Regions from separate parts of the Mus musculus genome. Here region 1 is linked to region 2. The links are chromatin contacts, called in public HiChIP or PLAC-seq maps. All regions are on one chromosome and are shown on one strand. The core of a region is the stretch at or near the end of the contact, and the rest is flanking DNA. Distances in the headings are between cores, read along the strand shown.

Evidence for each region. HiChIP or PLAC-seq counts read pairs in DNA pulled down with a chosen protein or histone mark.
Region 1: an H3K4me3 HiChIP or PLAC-seq map of embryonic stem cells shows a contact between it and region 2, with 23 read pairs. The contact joins the enhancer-like site here to the promoter of Rab20 in region 2. A contact is called at or near these places in 10 of 39 promoter capture datasets (the 3T3-L1 cell line, the HPC-7 cell line, cranial neural crest and 7 more), 6 of 115 datasets of contacts at active chromatin or transcription factors (the SCID.adh cell line, bone marrow-derived macrophages, embryonic stem cells and 1 more) and 3 of 9 other capture datasets (adipose tissue, liver and pancreatic islet).

What each region holds. Positions count from the first base shown.
Region 1 is chr8:11,511,825-11,515,234 of GRCm38.p6, reverse strand. It overlaps Naxd (NAD(P)HX dehydratase), which reads right to left. Exons shown (of 10, transcript NM_001190357.1): 9 at 3,238-3,358; 10 at 1,948-2,340. The coding sequence ends at 2,190. Cars2 (cysteinyl-tRNA synthetase 2 (mitochondrial)(putative)) reads left to right here. Exons shown (of 15, transcript NM_001359137.1): 14 at 536-742; 15 at 1,044-1,218. The coding sequence ends at 1,121. Among named protein-coding and RNA genes, the nearest start is that of Naxd, 16 kb to the right of the region's middle. Within about 2 kb of position 1,789, at least 8 of the 459 cell types and tissues checked have an H3K27ac peak or open chromatin away from gene starts, as enhancers often do. A contact at or near this core is called in embryonic stem cells, where this site is marked.
Region 2 is chr8:11,477,306-11,480,883 of GRCm38.p6, reverse strand. It overlaps Rab20 (RAB20, member RAS oncogene family), which reads left to right and starts at 2,244. Exons shown (of 2, transcript NM_011227.2): 1 at 2,244-2,556. The coding sequence starts at 2,385. E230013L22Rik (RIKEN cDNA E230013L22 gene) reads right to left here and starts at 2,955. Exons shown (of 2, transcript NR_126558.1): 1 at 2,201-2,955; 2 at 643-1,743.

The DNA of each region.
Region 1 (3,410 bases), core at 540-3,039, 35 kb before region 2:
AGCAATGGCTCAGCCATTGTCCTGCCTGTAGCCAGGCTGTGCCTCTGTCGTGGTCAGCTAGAACATCACCCACAGCAGTGCCAGCCCTGCCAAGGCTTATGAATTTGGTAGCCTCTCCCAGGGTCTCCGGCCGGCTTCCAGAGAAAGGTGCTTTCTGCTTTAACAGGGGACTACCATTTTGTCCCCTTAGCCAGTGTTTATACAGCCAGCCAGACTGCTTGATCTCAGTATGCTCGCGCGCGCACACACACACACACACACACACACACACACAACTGTATAACTGTTGCTGAGGTCCAGGTGGGACATGGGTCAAAGTGGATTTTACCAGCTTAACGTGGGCCAGTCAAGGCATAAAGTCTTGCTGAGCTGATCTTGCTAGTAACCTAACCTCCCCCGAATATTCTCCAGAAAGGGCTAGCATCAGGAACACTGATAAAGACTTCCCAGAATATAGTCGTTTGTGGTCTCCCAGGCTGTACCGGGGTCCTGCCTTGCTGGGCTGGGCAGACTCATCCCTCGGCATGTGGCTCAGTGTGTTTCAGGAGACAGCAGCACAGTAACGTTGCGCTGTGTGGTAGATGAACTCGTGCGCTTCAGGCTGAAGGTCCGCCAGTATGCACTGGACACACCCGGGGCTGCTGGGGAGGCTCGGAAACGGCAGCTCCAGGAAAGGCAGCCCTTGCTGGAGGCATGTGACACACTCCGACAGGACCTCGTCACCCATGGCATCAATGTTAAGGTGAGTGATACTGCAAATCCAGGCAGAGCAGTGTCACAGGAGACAGTGAGGGGGCAGACAGTGGCTAGTCATTGGTTTCTGAGAGACCCACTCGAGGCAGATGTGGAGGCCGGGAGGGGAAGGTGTGTAAGCAGGAAGAATTGCAAAACTCAACCCTCATGGGTGAGGAGCTGGCCTGTCAGGCAGTGTTATCCCCCCCTCCTCGGCATCCCTCTGCCCCCTCTGCCTCCACTGCCTCTGCTTTGTAATCCATCACCTCGAATAAGAGGATGTGATGTCTACCCAGAACCTTCTCCTTCAGGACAGAGGCAGTGCAGCCTCCACATGGGAACTGCTGGATCCAAGGACAAGACACCAGAAACCTGGGGACCGAGGATGAGGTGGCTGCATCCCATGCGCTGCCATACCCTGGCCTTCTGCTCTTTTGTGATGAAAACTTTATATTAAAGTTGCCAATTGTGGCTGTTTAGCCAATAGTAAAGTGGGCCTATGCTGCCCACTGGTGTGTATTTGGAACAGCCTGGAAGATTAACTGTGTACCACTGATGGCCACATTTGCAACATTCCCTTCAGTAAGTTCATGTCTGTTCAGGAGACATTCCTGGACATGGTTAGCTGGCCCTTAGACAAGGGGAGCCAGAGAGCAGACCCCCACTAACTAGGCATGCAGCTGGCAGGCCACTCTCGGGAGGGAGGCTCAGCAGGCAGAGTGAGGGCCACAGTGGGCAGCAGTGAGCACACGAGTAGTAGACCTGCAGAATCTGGGCACTCCCTGCCACACTCAAATGCCAGTGGCACCCAGGTTTCCTGCCCTCCCCACAGGCCTCTAACAGATCTGCTCTGCATGGCCACTGTCTGTTCTAAACTACTTCACTAAGCTAGCACTCGGTCACTCAACAGAAAACTATGGGGCCCAAGAATGTCCTGTGAGCCTCAGTTAAAAACCAAACCCTGCACTCCCCAGCCACATGAAGATTGGAGCCCTGTGAGGGGCGACTTTCTAGTAACGGAAGGGTGGAGCCCTTGTGAGGGGTGACTGTCTAGTAACAGAAGGGTGGAGCCCTGTGAGGGGTGACTGTCTAGTAACAGAAGGATGGAGCCCTGTGAGGGGTGACTGTCTAGTATTGGAAGGATGGAGCCCTCTGTGTGAGGGGTGACTAGTAACGAAAAGGCACGAGAAGCAGAGAACAACCACAAACTCCAAATTTCCTGTCTCAGAGCAAGCCCAGATCCAGTTGGGCTGCTGGGAATTTTATTCTCATTTTCTTTTCAGCTATTTCTGAGAAGCCAAGAAAACCTTGAAAGACCAGATTAGTGTCGTAGTTGACATATCAACTCTACATTAGTGAGAATACATGGTTAGGTCGTAAATCCTCTGTTCCAAGTGCTGCTGAGCCCAAGGCTAGGCAAATGGAGGATTCAGTCTGTCACTCCAGTCTGCACAGGTTCAGGTCGTGAAGAGCCTGCTGAAGGCAGTTCCTACCTCTGTGATCATGTCGGTAGTGGTTGTAGAGCGCCCGTACTTCTGGAAGGCCTGCCGGTTACACTCCCTTGTGAGTGTGCAGGCGCCCCAGGCAGCCACCAGGAGTGGGCTGGAGCTGTAAGATAAGAGCACAATCAAAGGCTTTCTCGTTGTAGGCCACAGTAAGGGCCCTGGGCTCTCCGTTTTCACCCCATTTCTACCTTCAGCTCCCAAATAGCAACCTCAAGCCAGCTGAGGCTTCTGAGAGGCCACTTTTCTACAGCTGCACACTGGCACGCAACACCCCCAACATCCTCACTGGGCCTGGGATAAGGTGCCGTGGCAGAGTAGGCCTAAGAAGCACTAGGAGGCCCTGGGTCCCATTCCTGCGATGGGTTGGAACCCAATAGAGGTTTTTCTAGGTGTGTGGTACCTGCTGGTGGTGTAGGCTTTAATGGTGCTCACTGGTTTTCTTGGAAGGTGGCAGAATGCACACTCCATTTTGGGCCACAGGACAAACTAGAACCGTCTCTGCACCACTGCCCTGCATATCTGAGTGAAGGTCAAGGCCACCTGAGATACCCAGTCTGCACCAGTGGATCCTGTGAGGTCCCGGGAGCTGCACATCTCATACCTAGCATGTGTGGCTATAATGGTCCATAGGACAGGTCAGAGGTGTGGGGCTGCCTGTGAGCTTAGCATCCTGCTGTCCCAGAGACTCACAGCTGTGAGGACGAGTGTCCAGGAGGGCCATTCCTCTACCTGCATGCTCTCTATCCTCAGTTGATAGAAGCCCCTGCTGAACTCCCCCACAATGGTGTCAATCAACCATGGCTGCTTGGATTAGCACCAATGCCAGGGCCACACCCTCAACTGGTTTATTTTGGGTCTGGCGGGTGTGTGTAGAAGCTCCTGTGGGCAGGGAGCCTTGGCTTCAGACGTCTCCCATGGTCCACTGGTAGTTCACCAGGGACATTAAAGAGTTCCAACACGTGAATAGTATCAAAGCAGGACAGACAATGGTGCGCCATACCCATTTGTTTTCTCTGGTCCAGCACGGAGGGCCCAGTGCACCATGACACCCAGGGAGCCTGACAGGAGATCGCCTTGCCCGCCACACCTGCGACTGCTGCCTTCTTGGTTACACACAAGCACTATAAAGAACACACACCATGAGCTGCCCCTCCCTGCTTGTTCCAAGGAGGA
Region 2 (3,578 bases), core at 995-3,494:
CCTCTTTTTCCTTCTCTGTCTCTTCACTTTCTCTGCCTCTACTCCCTTCCCTTCTCATGCCCCCAAATAAACTCTATTCTATACTAGACATGTAAATGGCTAGTACCTCAGGGGGGAGGAATGCCTCAGCATGCCCCCGCCCGGCTAAGGTGCCCCCTTCCGCCACACCATACTGCACTTCACAAAACATATCATTAGTTATACAAAACATCTCAATATGATACTGTGCTTGCCTGAACAAAATGTGTCTTGCAATCTCCCTCTTCTCCCCAGCACATCCTATGCATAAATTACAAATTGATCATTTGTCATCTGTCTATGCATATCCATATGTGTTCATATAGAAATAACTATTACCTTTAAATTATAATTGATGCACATCTGTGGTAGGAAATAAAAGCAAAACCAGATAGGCCAACTCTTACTCCACACCCACAGGGCAGCTGTCCTCGCTCAGTACTCCTCCGGTCATTTTCTATGAACCTACTTTTGTTTTGTTTTGACAGGGTTTCAATATGTATCCCTGGCTGTCTTGGAACTCACTCTGTAGACCTTGAACTGGCCTTGAACTCAGAGATCTGTCTGCCTCTGCCTCTGCCTCCCAACCCCTGAGTTCTGGGATTAAAAGAGTAAGCCAGAACAGGGCTTTCATGTTGTTTTATTTTTAAGTATTTGGTTTTCCTTGTTTTCTGTTTAACTACATCTCCATTGGGAAGTAACCTCTCTCAGCTATTATATCATGAAATTAGGATGTCTCACCTCTGAGAAAATTAGAAGAACTCAACACCAGAAGATCCTCGAAGGGTGATAGGGGTAGGGACTCTTGCCACCCCCTGATCCTAGCTTAGATGTTTACACAGAACCCATTTCTCTCTCTCTCAGCCTCTGGGGACTTGTCGTCTGGTTACTCCTCCAGCCTGGCCCTGTAACTTTCATGCAACAAGCCCTTAGTAAGTTGGAAGTAACTTAAATTTCCCTGGGAGGACATGCGGTGGGGTGGGATGGGCGGCTAGCAGAAGCCTGGGGCTTAGAGGGAGCTGGTTTCACGCGCTGGTGAGCATTCCACGCCCCAGAACGTACTTTCCCACCCGCATTCCCTAGAGCAACGGTCCTCAGTTCTCAGGCAGGGTGCTTGAGGCAGGCGTAGCCATCTCGCCTCGGTGGAATCTCTGCACCTGCAGAGGGAGAAGCTACTAGGAGAGTCGTCTCCCTTCCCTTCCCTCCCCTGGACCTAGTGGGCTTTACTCAGCCCCAAATATCTCCTCCGCCTCCCTGCATGCTTGTGCCCCTGGAGGAAGATTTTGGTTTTAGGGGTTCTCTGTTATAGGAGAAAGGGAAGCTGTTTTCTAGCAGTCACTGCAAATGCAAAGTCAAGTTTTCCCTTCAAGGTTTCTTGCAGAAGTAAAAAGCGAACCTAGCAGGCACCTCCCGGTGTCCCCGACCCATCCACATTCTCCCTTAAATCTTAGCCGACTTCCAAGGGACTTTCCCAGCCAGGCAACTCTCCACCTGTGTGGGTGCAACCAAGGTGCACCGAGGAGGAGCGCTGGGCACAGGCTGGGAAGCGAAACAGAGCCAAGGGAGCCTGTGACTAGACAAACACCAGGTCCTGGGCCTCTCCGCGGCTACCCGGGCTTTTGGAGGAACTGGAGCGTCCGAAGGAAGGCGCTCTGGAACTTTCACCTTAGGACCCAGGTCCTAGGCTCCAAACTTGGCGACATACAGGCTTTCAAAGGGTGGGGACTGTAAAAAAAAAAAAAAAAAGCGGTACTGTAGCCCTGCTAGAGTCAGGGGTGCGGGAAGAGGGAGGCTGGCGTGGGTTGGGCCAGTGGAGAGGGGTTCCAGGAAAGGGCTGGCTGGGCTGGAGAAGGGCTTGGAGAAGGTATGGGAAGGAGCTGGGGCGGGAGGTAGGGGCCAGGGCTCTGGGAAGGGCAGAAAAATAAAGGAGGAACGGAGTTTGGGATTATAGGGACGGACGCAGGACGGTCCTTGAGGGAGGGGGAATGGGAAAGAATGGGGAGGGGTGGGCGTGGGGCTGAGATTTAGCAGGCAGAGAAAGGGAATTTGGGGAAGGAGAGATAGGGAGTAATAGGAACGAGGCAGGGGTGATGGGGAGTGTGGAAGGGGCTTGGGAGAAGACTGGGGGCGGGGCCTAGGCGGACCAGGGGGCGTGGGGTGGGCGTGGCGGCCGGGCACCCACGTGGTCGCAGGGCTGCGTTCACACTCCGGTACAGAGCTGTGGCGCGCTTCCTCTTTGGCACTTCATCGAGTTCGGATCTCAGGCCAGGGCCACTAGAGTTCGGGGTCCCTGGAGGCCGGGGTCCGCGTCCCCTGGCATCCTGGGCGGGTGACCGAGAAGCGCAGGGGTCATCTCCTCCGCGGCTATGCGGAAGCCGGATGGGAAGATCGTACTGCTGGGGGACATGAACGTGGGTAAAACGTCGCTGCTGCAGCGCTACATGGAGCGTCGCTTCCCGGACACGGTCAGCACCGTGGGCGGCGCCTTCTACCTGAAGCAGTGGCGTTCCTTCAACATCTCCATATGGGACACCGCAGGTGAGGGCGGCGCCGCCGGGACAGGCGGGCTTCGGGGCTCTGCGGGGTCGAGGAGTCGTCTGTGGGCAGCCGCGGGGTCTCCACTTTGGGCTGTGACATTCATTGCACCTCTGTTCCCACTTGCCTTGCTTTGCCGATTGAGAAAATCTCCAGTTCAGCAGCACTCTGTGCGTCTTCGCGAAGATTCGGGTTATCCTGGGAGAGATCTCCGATCAGTACGACTCTCGCTTCTTAGGTGCTTTAATGTCCCCCTCAGGGTGCCCTCCTTTGGTGTACAAAGCAGCCTTGGGAGTTGAGCACCGCTGCTATTACCGACTTCTTTATGAACGAGGAAACTGAGTCAGAGAGCGTTGGACCACTCTGCTGGATGTAAGGCGACTGGGAAGTAGAGTTGGAATCGCCCAGCCTCCTCGACTCACGGTTATTTACCCAGTGCCGAGTCTTGGCTGGTGCGCAAGTCACGTGAGTGGAATAGCTTCCTGTACTGGCATTTTTAAGATAGGTAGTGAATTATTTTTAGTGCGTGTACAACTTCGTCTTGGACTTTCCCGATTAATTTGCTTCTGTCTTCTCCCTTTTCCATGATAAAGAAATAAGATACTTTAAGTGAAACAAACGAACCCGGAAATAGTATGGTATAGTTTCAGGGAGAGAGGTTTCCAATGTATGAAACTCCCAAGTTCTGACTTTTTATGTTGTGTAAAGTGTGGTGGCGCACGCCTTTAATCCCAGCACTTGGGAGGCAGAGGCAGGAGGATTTCTGAGTTCGAGGCCACCCTGGTCTACAGAGTGAGTTCCAGGACAGCCAGGGCTATACAGAGAAACCCGTCTTGAAAAACCAAAAAAGAGTGATGTACTCAAAAGCCTCGCTCCTAATCCCTGACTCCTTGTCTTGCGCGTATCAATCTGTTGGCTATGTAATACATTCTGATCAAGCTGAGTTAGTGAAGGTCTGGGGAGCTTCCCTCCCTCCTCTGTCTTCCCCGTTCCTTACTTAGCCACCGTGGGAAATGGACTGATTT